Regions from separate parts of the Rattus norvegicus genome. Here region 2 is linked to region 1. The links are chromatin contacts, called in public Hi-C maps. All regions are on one chromosome and are shown on one strand. Each heading gives the region's core, a stretch centred on a gene start, on an enhancer-like site or on the middle of the called end of the contact. The rest is flanking DNA. Distances are from core to core; before and after follow the strand shown. Region 1 overlaps LOC103691527 (a long non-coding RNA gene). Region 2 overlaps LOC103691527 (a long non-coding RNA gene).

The links. Hi-C and Micro-C count contacts between places; a contact is called where the count stands out from the background.
Region 2: a contact with region 1 is called in a Hi-C map of Schwann cells, with 6 times the contacts expected there. The contact joins two enhancer-like sites. A contact is called at or near these places in 1 of 12 Hi-C or Micro-C datasets (Schwann cells) and 1 of 1 datasets of contacts at active chromatin or transcription factors (oligodendrocytes).

Annotation. Positions count from the first base shown.
Region 1 is chr2:119,088,515-119,095,339 of GRCr8, forward strand. All of the region lies in intron 2 of LOC103691527 (a long non-coding RNA gene), which reads left to right. Among named protein-coding and RNA genes, the nearest start is that of Dnajc19, 220 kb to the left of the region's middle. Within about 2 kb of position 2,702, at least 3 of the 93 cell types and tissues checked have an H3K27ac peak or open chromatin away from gene starts, as enhancers often do. A contact at or near this core is called in Schwann cells, where this site is marked.
Region 2 is chr2:119,366,075-119,372,505 of GRCr8, forward strand. All of the region lies in intron 3 of LOC103691527 (a long non-coding RNA gene), which reads left to right. Among named protein-coding and RNA genes, the nearest start is that of Sox2, 96 kb to the right of the region's middle. Within about 2 kb of position 2,362, at least 41 of the 93 cell types and tissues checked have an H3K27ac peak or open chromatin away from gene starts, as enhancers often do. A contact at or near this core is called in Schwann cells, where this site is marked.

The DNA of each region.
Region 1 (6,825 bases), core at 1,452-3,951:
GAGAGAGAGAGAGGATGGGGGAGAGGGAGAGAGAGAAGGAGAGAGAGAAATTGAGAAAGAGAGGGGGGGTTGGAGGGAGGGAGGGAGGGTTGGAGGGAGGGAGGGTTGGAGGGAGGGAGGGTTGGAGGGAGGGAGGGTTGGAGGGAGAGAGAAGAAGAAGAAGAAGAAGAAGAAGAAGAAGAAGAAGAAGAAGAAGAAGAAGAAGAAGAAGAAGAAGAAGAAGAAGAAAATTGGGTTTCTCCATAGCAGGGCAACAAAGCCACTAACATACACCATTACCTTACTGAGCATACTACTGCAATGTTTAAAAATGACAGCTGTAAGCATATGCTATGGACAAAATGGAGAAAGTCCCTGTCTTATGAAGCTAGAGAAGGAAGATGGCAAAGAACATTAAACTAATAAATTTCATACTTGCTGAAAAGTGAGATATGGCACGAAAAAGAATAATAGGGCAAGCAGGGTCACCAGGAACACTGGGGAGTGGCAAGGATGAGGATTGGTGCGTGCTTATTAAGCAGAGAAAGAGTCACCTCACAAGAAAGAAAGGTAGAAGACCCACCAGAGGGCAGGTATTGAAGGACGGTTCTAACTGGACCACTATAGCAAAGGCCCAAATGCAAGGCCTGCAAGATCTGACGTTGAACTCTCCGAAGCAGATGAGGAGGGGAGGAGACGATCCCAGAGGCCAACAGCAGAGCAGCATGTGGACCACTTAAGCCATTATAAGGACTTGAACTTGAGTTTAATGTAAAGTCATTATGTGAATTTTAATTTTATCAAATTTAAAATGAGCTTGGTGGAAGCTACATTGGGAACGTATTTTTGAGGCTGGAAGCCCACTGGGAGACTTTTAAAATGATGGTGACGGGGACAGGGAGCATTAGTCATGCAGAAAATGAAAAATGGCAAGTTCTAAATTAACATGGAGGCACAGGCTAAGTAGATTACATATGGTGATGAGTCTAACACAGGGCAGAATTAGAAATGAGCCCCAGTAGTCCAGACTCAAGAACAAGCCCAATACAGGACATAAGCTGGCTTGTCCCTGGGGAGATGGAAAGAACACAGCAAAAGACTCGGATTCCCCAAAGCAGAGTGGCACATGTCATCAGAGTTGACGCTTCTGATAGCTGTGACCATCTGAAAGGCATTCTCTTGCCTTCAGCTCACTCTCCACGGTTTACAATGGCAGATTTTGTCCCTGCTCTCAAAGATCTACTTGATCTATGATGAATCTGTAGTGATTCAAAATGAGCCTAGGATGCTGTCCTTTTAAGTGTGTGCTTTAAAATGTATGTATTTTCAGAGAGAACACTTCTGCAAGGTAGAATTCGGGCAGGACACTTTACACTGTCAGGGTTACCTAGAGAAATAGAACTATAGAAGTGTGTGTGTGTGTGTGTGTGTGTGTGTGTGTGTGTGTGTGTGTGTCTGTCTGTGTGTGCTTGTAGTTGTGTGCATCTGTGCATGCACACTTTCCCTCTGCAGCTGTGCCAAGATCTGCAGAAAGTCACCAGTTACTAACTCATTAAGTGACTGACCAGCCAACCGACCAGCCAAGCTCTTCAGGGTGACATCTTACCATTTGAGGCTGTCTGAACAGCCTATCAATGGAAAAGAATCTCAAATAACTTGCTTAATGTTTGTTAAGATATAAACATCATTGTCGTTTTTATGATAATTCTGCCTGGAAGAACCAGCCATTCTGCAAATACATCAACTCTTTACATATGCATCTAAAGGGGCAGTGTCCTGAGTTCATTTTGAGTCATGACACACATCTTCTCTTTGAGATCAGAGCCTATAAAGTCTACAGCAAGAAGCCTCTTCTGCCCAATGGCTTGCCTTCGTAGAGCAGTTGACATGAGAGGTATCCCGGAAACTCAGTCTGCACGTCTGTGTCTGATGAGCTCTGGACTTTGCTCAGGTTCCATGGAAACAGCAGTTAATGATCCAGTCACAGAGAAAGGCCATATTGATACAGCATTGGTAGTGACATTGCCTTTTTGGTGGAGATGCTCTTCCCAGACCCTTGCTGTTTCAGTCTTAGGGATATAAATAAGACTTCCTTCCCCCTCCTTCCTTTATACACAGCAGAGTGCATCTACTCTTAAAGATTTTTTTTTTTTTTTTGGGTAAGGTCAACTTTTGTAATTCCCCAAACTAATCATGGTAAAAGTTTGCCTACTAACTGTATACACGTAGGGAGCTAGCACCCCCTAGTGTATTAGAAACCCCAGAGATTTTGATCTGGCATTTAATAGTCTAATTTAAACAGTAAAGAGCAATACATTACATTGGGCGGGTTGCTAACTTTCTTCACTGATATTGTTATAGGGTATTTAGGCCTAGGTAAATTATTTTTAGAAGTTAATGGACATCAGAAATAAGCAAAAAGAGTGGCAATCCACTCTTCAGTACTGAGACCAGCAGTAGAAAAGTCATTGGCGTTTGAGCTGTTCGTATTTTAAGGCTGGAACCAACATAGAAATGTGTGGTCTTACAGCCAGCTCTCTAATCACACGTTCAGGAAATTTTAGTAGCTTACCAACTAACTGTTTATAGGAGGCTGTAACAGTGAAAGTGTCTGGATTTCTCTGCTTTGGGGAGCTGTTAATCTTGCGTGTTGCCTAATGAAACTGTAAACGGAAAATTATGGCTTCACTCCAGACAGTGAGAAGGCTTATTCCAACAGATGGCATCAAAACACCGTCTACACTGTGGCCGCTGATTGTTAATTGTGCCTGTGAAACAATCCTTTTAAACAGAGTAATGCATTTTATCGTCCAGATTACAGTTCTCTGCTTTTGGTTTTCTCAATGTGTATTAACATTTTCTGTAAGAAAGTGTAAGATTTAGTGATTGCCTAATTATCAGATTAAACAACAGAACAACAGCCAGCTCAATCATCTTTATGAACTGTGCACCAGGGAGACAGATAACTGCCATGCACATGTTTTAAAGACATGCTGTTTGAGAATGTTTGGGTTCTTACTAGGTTTGTATAAACCAGAAGAAATGGGCCAGGTCTAACCTCATCAAATAAAAATGGTATAAACAAAAACACCTTATGCACATGATAAATACTAACTATATGTTAAATATAGCTTGTTCTGGGAGGAAATGCATATAATTCACATAGAACTTTTAAATGAAGGAGAGCTGTGTGAGGCACAAAGAAAAGGACTATTCTCTTAAATATTTAGAAATTATAGTTTCAGTGAAATCCCACAAGCAAGAGGAGGTGTGGGTTTGGTGGCTCTGTGGGGAAAAAAACCATTCCAGAAACCCTCTTCCTTGATATGAGTAGCATCATGAAGGTGTATTATCTATTGGTTCTTTGGACTATTGATCTGGAACTGGGAGTGTAAGGTTTAAAGATTTAGAGAGAGTAGTTAGCGTGTGTCAACAGAAGGTAGCATTTGATTTATGAGTATTATAGCAGACTGTCCTCTCATGACTGAGACAGTGGATACTTATGAAATCAATGGCTTTACACTCCTGTTTTGATGCACTCTCATGACCACTGTGGCAGGAAGTAGAAAATAACCCCAATTTCTGGACATAGCTCAAGCCCATTTTTTTTCTTAAGGGCTCTACACCTGATCTGTAAATCCCTCCAAAGGAGGGCTCCACATGGAAGGCTAGTCATTAAAGCTTATGAACAATGACGTAGATGCCAGATGAAAACACCCCAGACTGAGAAAGATGTGAAACCACAAAACTACCCAAACATCACCAAAGCTAACTTCACAAGTTTGTGAGAAACTCTTGTTCAGAGCACAATTTCTAAAAAGATTTAGCATTCGGTCAAGCTGTCTCTTCCTGATTTTTGAGCCCGTAATAGATCAGAAAAGCAAGCTGCTAGAGGGGCTAACGGGGCCTGAGGCCAACACCTCACTCTGAAGTAAGAGGAAATCAGAGAAATTTGGTAACTACAGTGGGAAATCGGTTAACAATGAGCTGCCCCAGCCCGTGCCATCTCACCTATGACCAGCCTGAACCTTCCAGATATAAGATTTTTCATATCATGTACCCCCTGGTAAGATGAACCAGAGATAGGGTCTAGCATCGTAACCTCAATAGAATCATTAGAAAAGACAGGGAAATAAAAGGGAAGTCTACAAAGTAACTGACCAGTAACTCGCCAAGAGTAACGGGGTCATGACAGACCAGGCAGAGTCAGATCTGTCACTCATTGGGGAGACTAAGGAAACAGACGAGACCAATTTTAGGGTTCTGTATTAGGGCAAAACAAAGAAAGGCTATGAATAGAAAACTGGTAACATTTGAGTGAAGTTTGAAATTCAGTTAACAGTTTGATACCAATGCAATTTATTGATTTTAGTTGTTATATTATGGCTATGCAAATAAGAACTCTAAGAGGGATAGAACGAGGAGTTTATGTAGAAACTATACTTCACACCTTTTAAGCAGGCTACATTGTTTTGGGGTAAATTTTTTAAATTCTATAATCCTCCTGATGTTTACAGTTTGGGCCTATTTAATATACAGAGCATTTAAAAAAAAACCTATGTTACATCATGTATTGTATAAAGTAATCATTGATAGTATGAGCATAACGAAAGGTTATTTTCAATATAAAATAGAAGTCAAAACACGTACTACAGACATTTTATTATAAAATATTTGGAAACTAAATGATCAAGTTTTAGTAACTTTTGATAAATCTCTTTTATGAAAAACTAGATTAATTAATGAGGCCATGCTGTGGGTCATTGTTCTTCCAGTAGAACCATTGTTATTGGACCAGTCTCTCAACGCCCTCCTTCAATCCTCTGCCATATTAGAGATTTGTGTCCACTGTACAAAGAGCGCCCTTCGATTCTGATGCTGCGTATGCTTGGGGTTCTGAGTGAGCCCTTTGAAAGCCTTGTCTGCTTTACAACCAGAAGGGAGAGATTCATGCATTTGGAGCTCAGTTAGATATAGCTCTGGGCTCAGGTCCTTCTAGTAACAGCCTCTTCTTTTCCAAATAAAGTTCCAAGCAGCGATGTCACCAAAATCCTTGTGGACTGCTTGTGACTGGAGCCTGGTGTCTCGAATTGTTGAGAGCTCTGGTATCCTGCAGGAGGCTTGCCTTTTTTCTCAGCTACCATTTAGCAGGTTCTTCTCAGCTGTCAAAAACTTAAATTTGCTTGAGCAAACCATTGCATTCACTACTGGGAGGGCTTGTAAACAATATTTGTTGCACACCATTACAGTTTGATTTCTATCACTGTGATAAATACCATGTGACCAACTTGGGAGTAAAAGGGGTTTTATTTGTCTGTTTGTTTTATTTATTGATTGATTTGTTTGTTTGTTTTCTTATTGGTCCGAATCACAATCCATGGTTTTTGTAAAGGAAGTCAGGGTAGAAACTCAAGACAAGAACTAATGCAGAGGCCATGGGGGAGAGCTGCTCACTGGCTTGTTCCTCATGGCTTGCTCAGCCTGCTTTCTGACAGCACTCAGAACCACTTGCCTAGGGGTGACAGTGCATACAGTGGCCCGAACCCTCCCATCTCAGTCAATAATCCAAAAACAACCCTAGGGACTGACCCATGGGCCAATCTGATGGAGACATTTTCTCAACTGGGGTTCTTCCTTCCCAGGAGAGATGCTGCTGGAGGCAGAATTGGACTCGGGTTCTTCTGTATATTTCAAGAAACGCTTTCAAAGGCCCAGGTCAGATGATGCATACGATGGCAATGTCAGCAAGACCGTTTACACTGCAGTGTTTGAGCCAGCGTTTTCCATGCTTTGAAATTAAAGATTAATTTTTAATGTCAGATACCTCACAAAAGTCATGCAATAGCTAATGTAAGCTTATTTTATTTATCTTCTATGGTGTGTGTGTCTCTGTGTGTGTGTTCATATGGAAGCCAGAGGTCAATCTTGCGTACCATTCCTTAGGTACCATTCATCTTGCTTTATAAGACAGTCTCTCACTGGTCAGCTATTCCCCAGCTAGGCTAGGCCTGCTGAGCCCCAAAGAATGTCCTGTGTCTCTCTGCAATGCTGGGATTAGATAAGCCACCACACCCAGCGTTTTATATGGATACTGGGGACTTGAGTCCTCAGGCCTTTGTGGCAGGCCCTTTACTCCACTGAGCCTTGAAACATGTTTAATTATTATGATTAGTAGTAAAACACGTGGTAGCAGAAGACAAGTACAGTTTATTTTAAGTTGCTCTTTTTTACAACGATACTATCCATGTAATTTTGGATGGTAATAGCAAGCATATGTGAGTGGAATATAGGTCAGTGTGTGCTTATACACACAGGACTCCATATAACCTACCGTCACATTGGGGTTTGTCGGCGTTAGCCTGTGAGCCACAAGTCTGAAACATAAAAGCAACAGAAGGCTGCCTTGCCAGAGTCACCATCAGAAACCTCCGATAGGGCTTAAGGCATTTAGCCTCATAGGCTGGGCCATGGGGGTGGGGCGGGGGCTGGAACATGACCAAGGAAAGCCATGGAGAAGCAGGGATGAGATGAATACCATTGACTGGGGCTCAGGGGAAGGCTATGCTGGGTGGCTAGAAAAAAAAATGAATTGGTTAAATGAGGCAAGCAGAGATTATGGAGATTATTAAAATCTAAGCTTGAGAGTCACACACTCCTATTAAGGCAGAGCGTGGGAGGAGGACCCACCGAGCAGGGTTGTAATCCTGGTCTACTCATCATCAGACTCTGGCGTGTTAACTTTGGCACCTCAGCCGCCTGCATCAGTGCAACTGGGATAATGACATGTACCACTCAGGAAGAGAGCGTCTGCGGAACATCCCAGCGAGCGTTCGGTCTATTTGGGTT
Region 2 (6,431 bases), core at 1,112-3,611, 280 kb after region 1:
TCTACCCACGTCAACACTTGTTTTCTCCTTTAGCCTCCCCGACTCCCAAGCTCTTTCCCGCTTTCCTAAGAGGACAATCTGAGAAGAACCTTAGAGGCTATTAAGCATTGTTATTTTCAAACTAAGTTTTCTTGGGGACACTGAGGCTGTAGAGAACAGGGGGCTGGTAACGGTTTGGTCCCTTAAGCTCAGAGAACCTGTGCCACGGCTGCTGGATGTGTGTGAGGTACATAGGGATGCACAGTATACACAGGATTATCCACCGAAACTGTGACATAGTCAACTTTGTTTCTCAGTCTTGAACTATGGTGGACTTGCCCCCACATCGCTGCTCATTGTGTAGACATTCTGTTACTAAAGGCACACACTGAGGGGGAAATAGCCCTGTGCTCAGAGTCAAGACGTGAGCTTGTACCCTGTCCTGCCCTTTGTCTCCGCCGTACTATTATTTCTGGGTGCATAATTGTGTTATTAAAGTATTGGTCCATCTTTTGTTCCCTAGGACAGTGATATTTTGGAGGTAATTTTTTAAATGTGAGTGTGGTTTTTAAATCACACAGAATGTAAAGGTGACCAACACAGCATTTAAAAGCTCATGGCTCATTGGTCTTAACTGGGAAGGTTTTTGTTTTTTTTTTTTTTTTCCAAAGTGGAAATTTTTATTAGGACTTGAATTCAAATGTAAGAAACATAGAATAAATTAAGGTAAATTGAGTTACAGATTTTCCAAAAATGCATCTGTTGAAATACAATTCCCGTAAGCTTTGCCACATGACAGGATAACATGATATATTTAGGGACATAGAACACAATATCTTTATCTAGGCAATTCATAGTGAAAGTTGAAAAACAGTAGAGGAAATGTGTGTGTGTGTGTGTGTGTGTGTGTGTGTGTGTGTGTGTGTGTGTTCAGGAGTGAATACTCTGATATATACATACATGCATACACACATATATATGATATATATAGTTTGTATATATGTATGGATCACCCCAAATTATATTATTTGCAAGTTTCATTACACATATATGCAAACATAGCTTTTGTGAAAATTTGCTGCCTTTATTCTCTGAGCCTAATGTTTTATTGAACACGTTTTGGGGAGTTCTTAAATAAGCAACAGCCCAAACAAAAAGCCCTACCAAGTAATTTGTTAACTGTGTGCACACTTACCCCTCCTTACCTTCATCTTATAGAAAGGAAATCCCACTTTTTCACTCCCTCAACAAATAGGTAAGCACAGAGCTCAGGTGCTGGGAGTCCAGGAATCTGTTAGGCAAGCGGAGCCTGTCACCTACAGTGCTGGCAGAGCTGGGGAGTGGCACCACCAATACTAAGTCAGGGAGCAGCCCCAATAGTTCTGGGTATTTCTGACATTTGTAGTTTGAGCTGGCTGTGTTTGTTTTGTTGTTGTTGTTCTTTGGTTTTTTATTTGTTTTGTTGGACTTTTTTCCCCCTGATTCTAAACTGAGAGAAAAGGGCAGGGGGCCTGAGGGTGCCCACCAGTGCTAAAGGCACAGCCTGGTGACCTCCTGAGGACCACTTATGCATCAGGAGATGCCTCTGAGGTTCTTCTGTGGTAATGCAGGAACGTGTGCATGTGTTGTTTGGAAAGGAAATATGAAGGGGAAAGGGAGGAAGGACTCAGGCACAGCCCACTTTCTGACCTCATCCCCTCCAGACTCCTTGGCCGTGTTGTCCTTCAGACACAAAGAGTCCTTTCAGGGGCTGACACAAGACTTTCTTCATTCAGAAGCCCGCATACCTTACTTGTCTGTCATAGCTCAGAGTGTCTGGCAATCAGATTCAGTTCTTGGTGGTACCACGGGCCCTATCTCAGACAGAAAGTGTTTTCTCTGACTGGTCATTCGGTGGTCTCTGTCGGGTGGCAATGGGCTGACACATAGTGCAATCAGACATGAGCACAGTTAACTTGTGATCCTAAGACCATCTTCACGTCTCTAGTACAGGAGAACAGAAAATGTGGTACTACCCAGAGAAGCTTCTGGAAATGGCAGGAAAATTCTGCCTTCTTGTTGCATTGCTCTCTGGAGATCCACCCAGAGGCAGAGTATTTACTCCTGTGGTCATGCTCAAGCTCAGAGACATGAAAAGTAATGGAGACTTCAAAAGTCAAAAGGGTAAAGTGCTCATAAGTGAATTGCCGTGTCCACTGTTGCATCTGCCTTTGCTGTCACAGGGTCCCTGTGTCACCGTAGCATCTGCCTTAATTGTCACAGAACCCTGTGTCCACTCTAGTGTCTGCTTCTGCTGTCACAGAGTCCCTGTGTCCATTGTCGTGTCTGCCTTAGCCTTCACAGATCCCTGTGTCCACTGTAGCATCTGCCTTTGCTGTCACAGGGTCCCTGTGTCCACTGTCGTGTCTGCCTCTGCTGTCACAAAGTCCCTGTGTCCACTGTCGTGTCTGCCTTAGCTGTCACAAAGTCCCTGTGTCCACTGTAGTGTCTGCCTCTGCTGTTACAGAGTCCCTGTGTCCACTATAGTGTCTGCCTTTGCTGTCACAAGGAGTCAAAGCAGAGTCTCTGAACCATCCTACCCCTTTGGGAGGTTGGAACTTGATTTTGTTTGCTTGCTTCCTCTCATTCATCTCGGGGTTTCTATCTACGGAACGTTGTTAGGAAATATGAGGGAAAGGCCCAGGGAAGAATTTGGGGGTGCTTAAGGTAAAACCAAGAGCTCTGTTTCTTCCCATCTAGTTAGCTTAGATCAATTTTCTAATCTATTCTCCTGTGTCATCTACTTATTGATACATGCTGGGCCTCAAAGTGCTGGCTTCCTTTGATTCTTTTAATTAACTTTTAAAATCAATTATGGTTATTTGTATAGATTCCTATTGTGTCTTCCCTTTGCCTTCGCATGGTTTGGGTTTTCGCTTTGTTTTGTCTTTTTGATTTTTGCTTTTTTGTTTACGCTACTTGCTGTTGTGAATTAACTGTATCTTCCCTTCCACCTCTTGAACTAGAGAAACTATTAGCTAATAAGAGGCTAAATGAGACTGAGACTATAGGGACGCTGGGATCCTTAAATTATTTAAATTGAAAAATGGCTGGTTTTACAATCAGAAAAACTCAAGTGGACTGTAAGCCCTACTTGACCGTCCCCTTGTCTGGATGATCCCGTCATGATAGCTGGAGTTACCTCCAGTCCGCATCACTGTCCACGAGAGCTGCTGCTTACACTGCTAACCTCTGCTGCAGCTCTGGGAAGCTGGAGCCAGTTCAGGGAAGAGGCGCCTGGAGGACGGGAAACTGGCTCTAGTGGCATAAAAGCTCGGTGAAGCCAAGAAATCCAACCGCAAAGGCCAGGACTGACCCCTCCTCCCCCAGGGTGGAGGCTCAACAACTCTCACAACGCAAGGTTGGAGGGGAGCAGACGGAAGGCACAGAGTAAGAGGAGGGTAGGACTCAGTACAGCTGCTGCTGTGAAAAGTTTGCAAGCTCCCCATCAAATACAATCCCTGATTGTATCTTTATTTTTAAATTGTGTATGTTTTGTGGTGTGGAGGTTTATGTACCTGTGGAGGCCAAAGGTTGGCACCAGGATCTTGTTCTGTAACTTTACACCTCACTTTTCGAGACAAGTTCTCTAATTGAGCCTGGACTTCACTGATTAGGCAAAGCCGGTTTGCCAGTGAGCCCGTAGGATCCTCCTGTGTCTGATTACCCAGTACTAGGATTATAGAGAATTCTGTCATGCCTGGCAGCTATGCGCATGGTGGAGATTTGAACTCAGGTGCCCGTGCCTGTGTGGCAAGGGCTTTATCCGTCGAGCCATCTCTCTAGTCTCAGGTTCTCTTGGTAAGTGAGTCACACTGGGGTCAGCACCTATTGATTTTATGAAATCCATCACGGCCAACAGCATTAAATCACAGAATGTTAACAGACATGGGCCACACTATGACTTTTTAATTCCCTCATGATGACAATGAGGAATTCATTCATATATACACATATATACAGACATACATATAGACATCCACATGCACACACACATACACACATACACACATGCACACATGTGCACACACATGCACACATGCACACATGTGCACACACATGCACACATGTGCACATGCATGTATACACGCATGCACACATGCACACATGCACACACACATGCATACACATGTGCACATACACATGCACACACATACACACGCACATGCACACGCACACATGCACACACACATATGCACACACACATACACACACATGCACACACACACATACACGCACGCACACGCACATGCACAGGCATACTCACATGCACACACACCTTTGGTGCATTTACCAAGCTAGATCCATTATACTACAAAATAACAAAATAAGACCTTGAGTCTCTTAACTGAAAACACTAAGCATCTACCTCCCACTAATAGATCAGAATATTGAAATTAAAAGAATACGGACATCAGAAATACAGAACACACTCCATGATTTTAATATTAAAAAAAACTAGGTTTTCATAAACCTCTCATTCCTTATTTTACATTTAAAACTTCCTCAAAACCAAATCTGACAAGTTAGATTCAAAATTGTAGACTTTTTGTTTGGTTTTGTTGGAAAATAGCCTGTGCCCTCTTTCACAACCCGACTCTGAAAACATTTGTCAGGAAACTTCCAGCACTGTCGTCACCATGGCAACCACCCGCCAACAGTCATTGGCTGAAGGCTGGCTATAATCTCCCAACTCTATTCTCTTCTCCATGCCTTGAATTCAAGCCTCGTCTGCCTTTCTGCTCAGGAATTTGGGGAGAGGGGATTAATGCTAAGGTTAAACTATGCTACCAGTAGCCTCTCACTGCATGTAGCTGACAAGCTCAGGTAGCAAATGAAGGAGTGCAGTGACGCCCGTGACAGCTTGCATCACAAGGACCCTGAGCATCCGGAGAAGCCAGACTGTCTGTCTAGCTAACTAGCACACTTCGACCCTTATCATTTCATAATGTTTGTATGTTCATGTGACATGTTTATAAGCTGATTTCTGGTGGTGGAAGTTTGATGAAATTATTTAGGACATTTTTCCTTGTTTGGAGTTAAGATATAGCATAACATGGCTATATCCCTGGCTCCTTTCTCCAGTTAAAAAGCACAAGGCCCTTTCTGCTCCCACACCAAAGTGCCACAGTAACGGAACATGGAAGGTCCCTTGGGTTCCCCATTAGTATGCAGTGCCGGTATACTATCTTGTAAGAGAAACTTCTTTAACTTTTACATGACTTCAAGCTTTCTTCCTTGTGGACACTTATGGCAGGAGGAAGTCCCCCAGGGTGACTTAACCCCAACAACATTCTCCCTGCATGACCACATACTGGGGTAAATGGGCAAAAGAATTGTGATTTCAAGACTGACCTTGAATTTGCTGTGACTGACCCTTAACACCTGAACACCGAGAACATCAGATTAGTTCATGTTTCCTGCAAGCTCAGTGCTAGTCAAGACCTTCCTCATGAAATTCAATGAACACATAAAGACACACAGACACATACACAGACAGACACCAACACACACACACACACACACACACACACACACACACACACACACACACACACACTTTGAAACTAGAAAGATGGCCCAATGGTTAGGAGAACTGATGTTCTTGCAGATTTGGTTCCTAGCACCTGCGTGGTATCTTACAGCCATCTCTAACTCCAGTTCTAGGGGGTGAGAACAAAAACCCCTTTCAGGCCTCTAAGGCACACACTGCACATACATACATACATACATATATACATACATGCAGACAAAAACTCATACATATAAAATAAAAATAAATCAAAGTCAGGCATAGTGGTGCATGCTTTTTTTTTGGAGGCAGAGGCAACCCAATCTCTGTGAGCTGGAGGTCAGCCTAGTCTACATAATGAGCTCCAGGATAGCCAGAGATACACACTGAGGACCTATTTCAAAAAAAAACAAAATAATAAAAGTAATAATAATATTTTTAAGTGAAGCACACAGCAAGAATGAAGTAGAGACTTAGAAGAACCAGTGGGGAAACTGTGAGAGAGAAGATGGTAAGAATAGCATGAAGTGATACAGGCCTGAGGCTGCTGTCAGGAGGCCTGTGGCAGTGGACAGAGGCTTAAAAAGACAATGATAAAAAAAACGAAAGTGAAAGTGGCAGCCAAGCTTCCAGAAGAACAAACCACAGCGATTCCTGACTTCCTGGAGCTCCTGAGATGTGAGCTGGGGGGACACTGAGGCATCTCTTGACTCTCCACAGTGCTTCCTCTGTTGAAGCCACAGTGCTGGCACTGTGCACAGTTAAAGCAGATGCCAGAATCATGTGACACCACAGGGTCGTTACCAAATGACCTCATTGTACAATCATGCCAAGTTCCGTCGTTTTACCAATTGTACTGTTGGTGTATGTTACTTCGAACTTTACATGGAAAACAGCTACT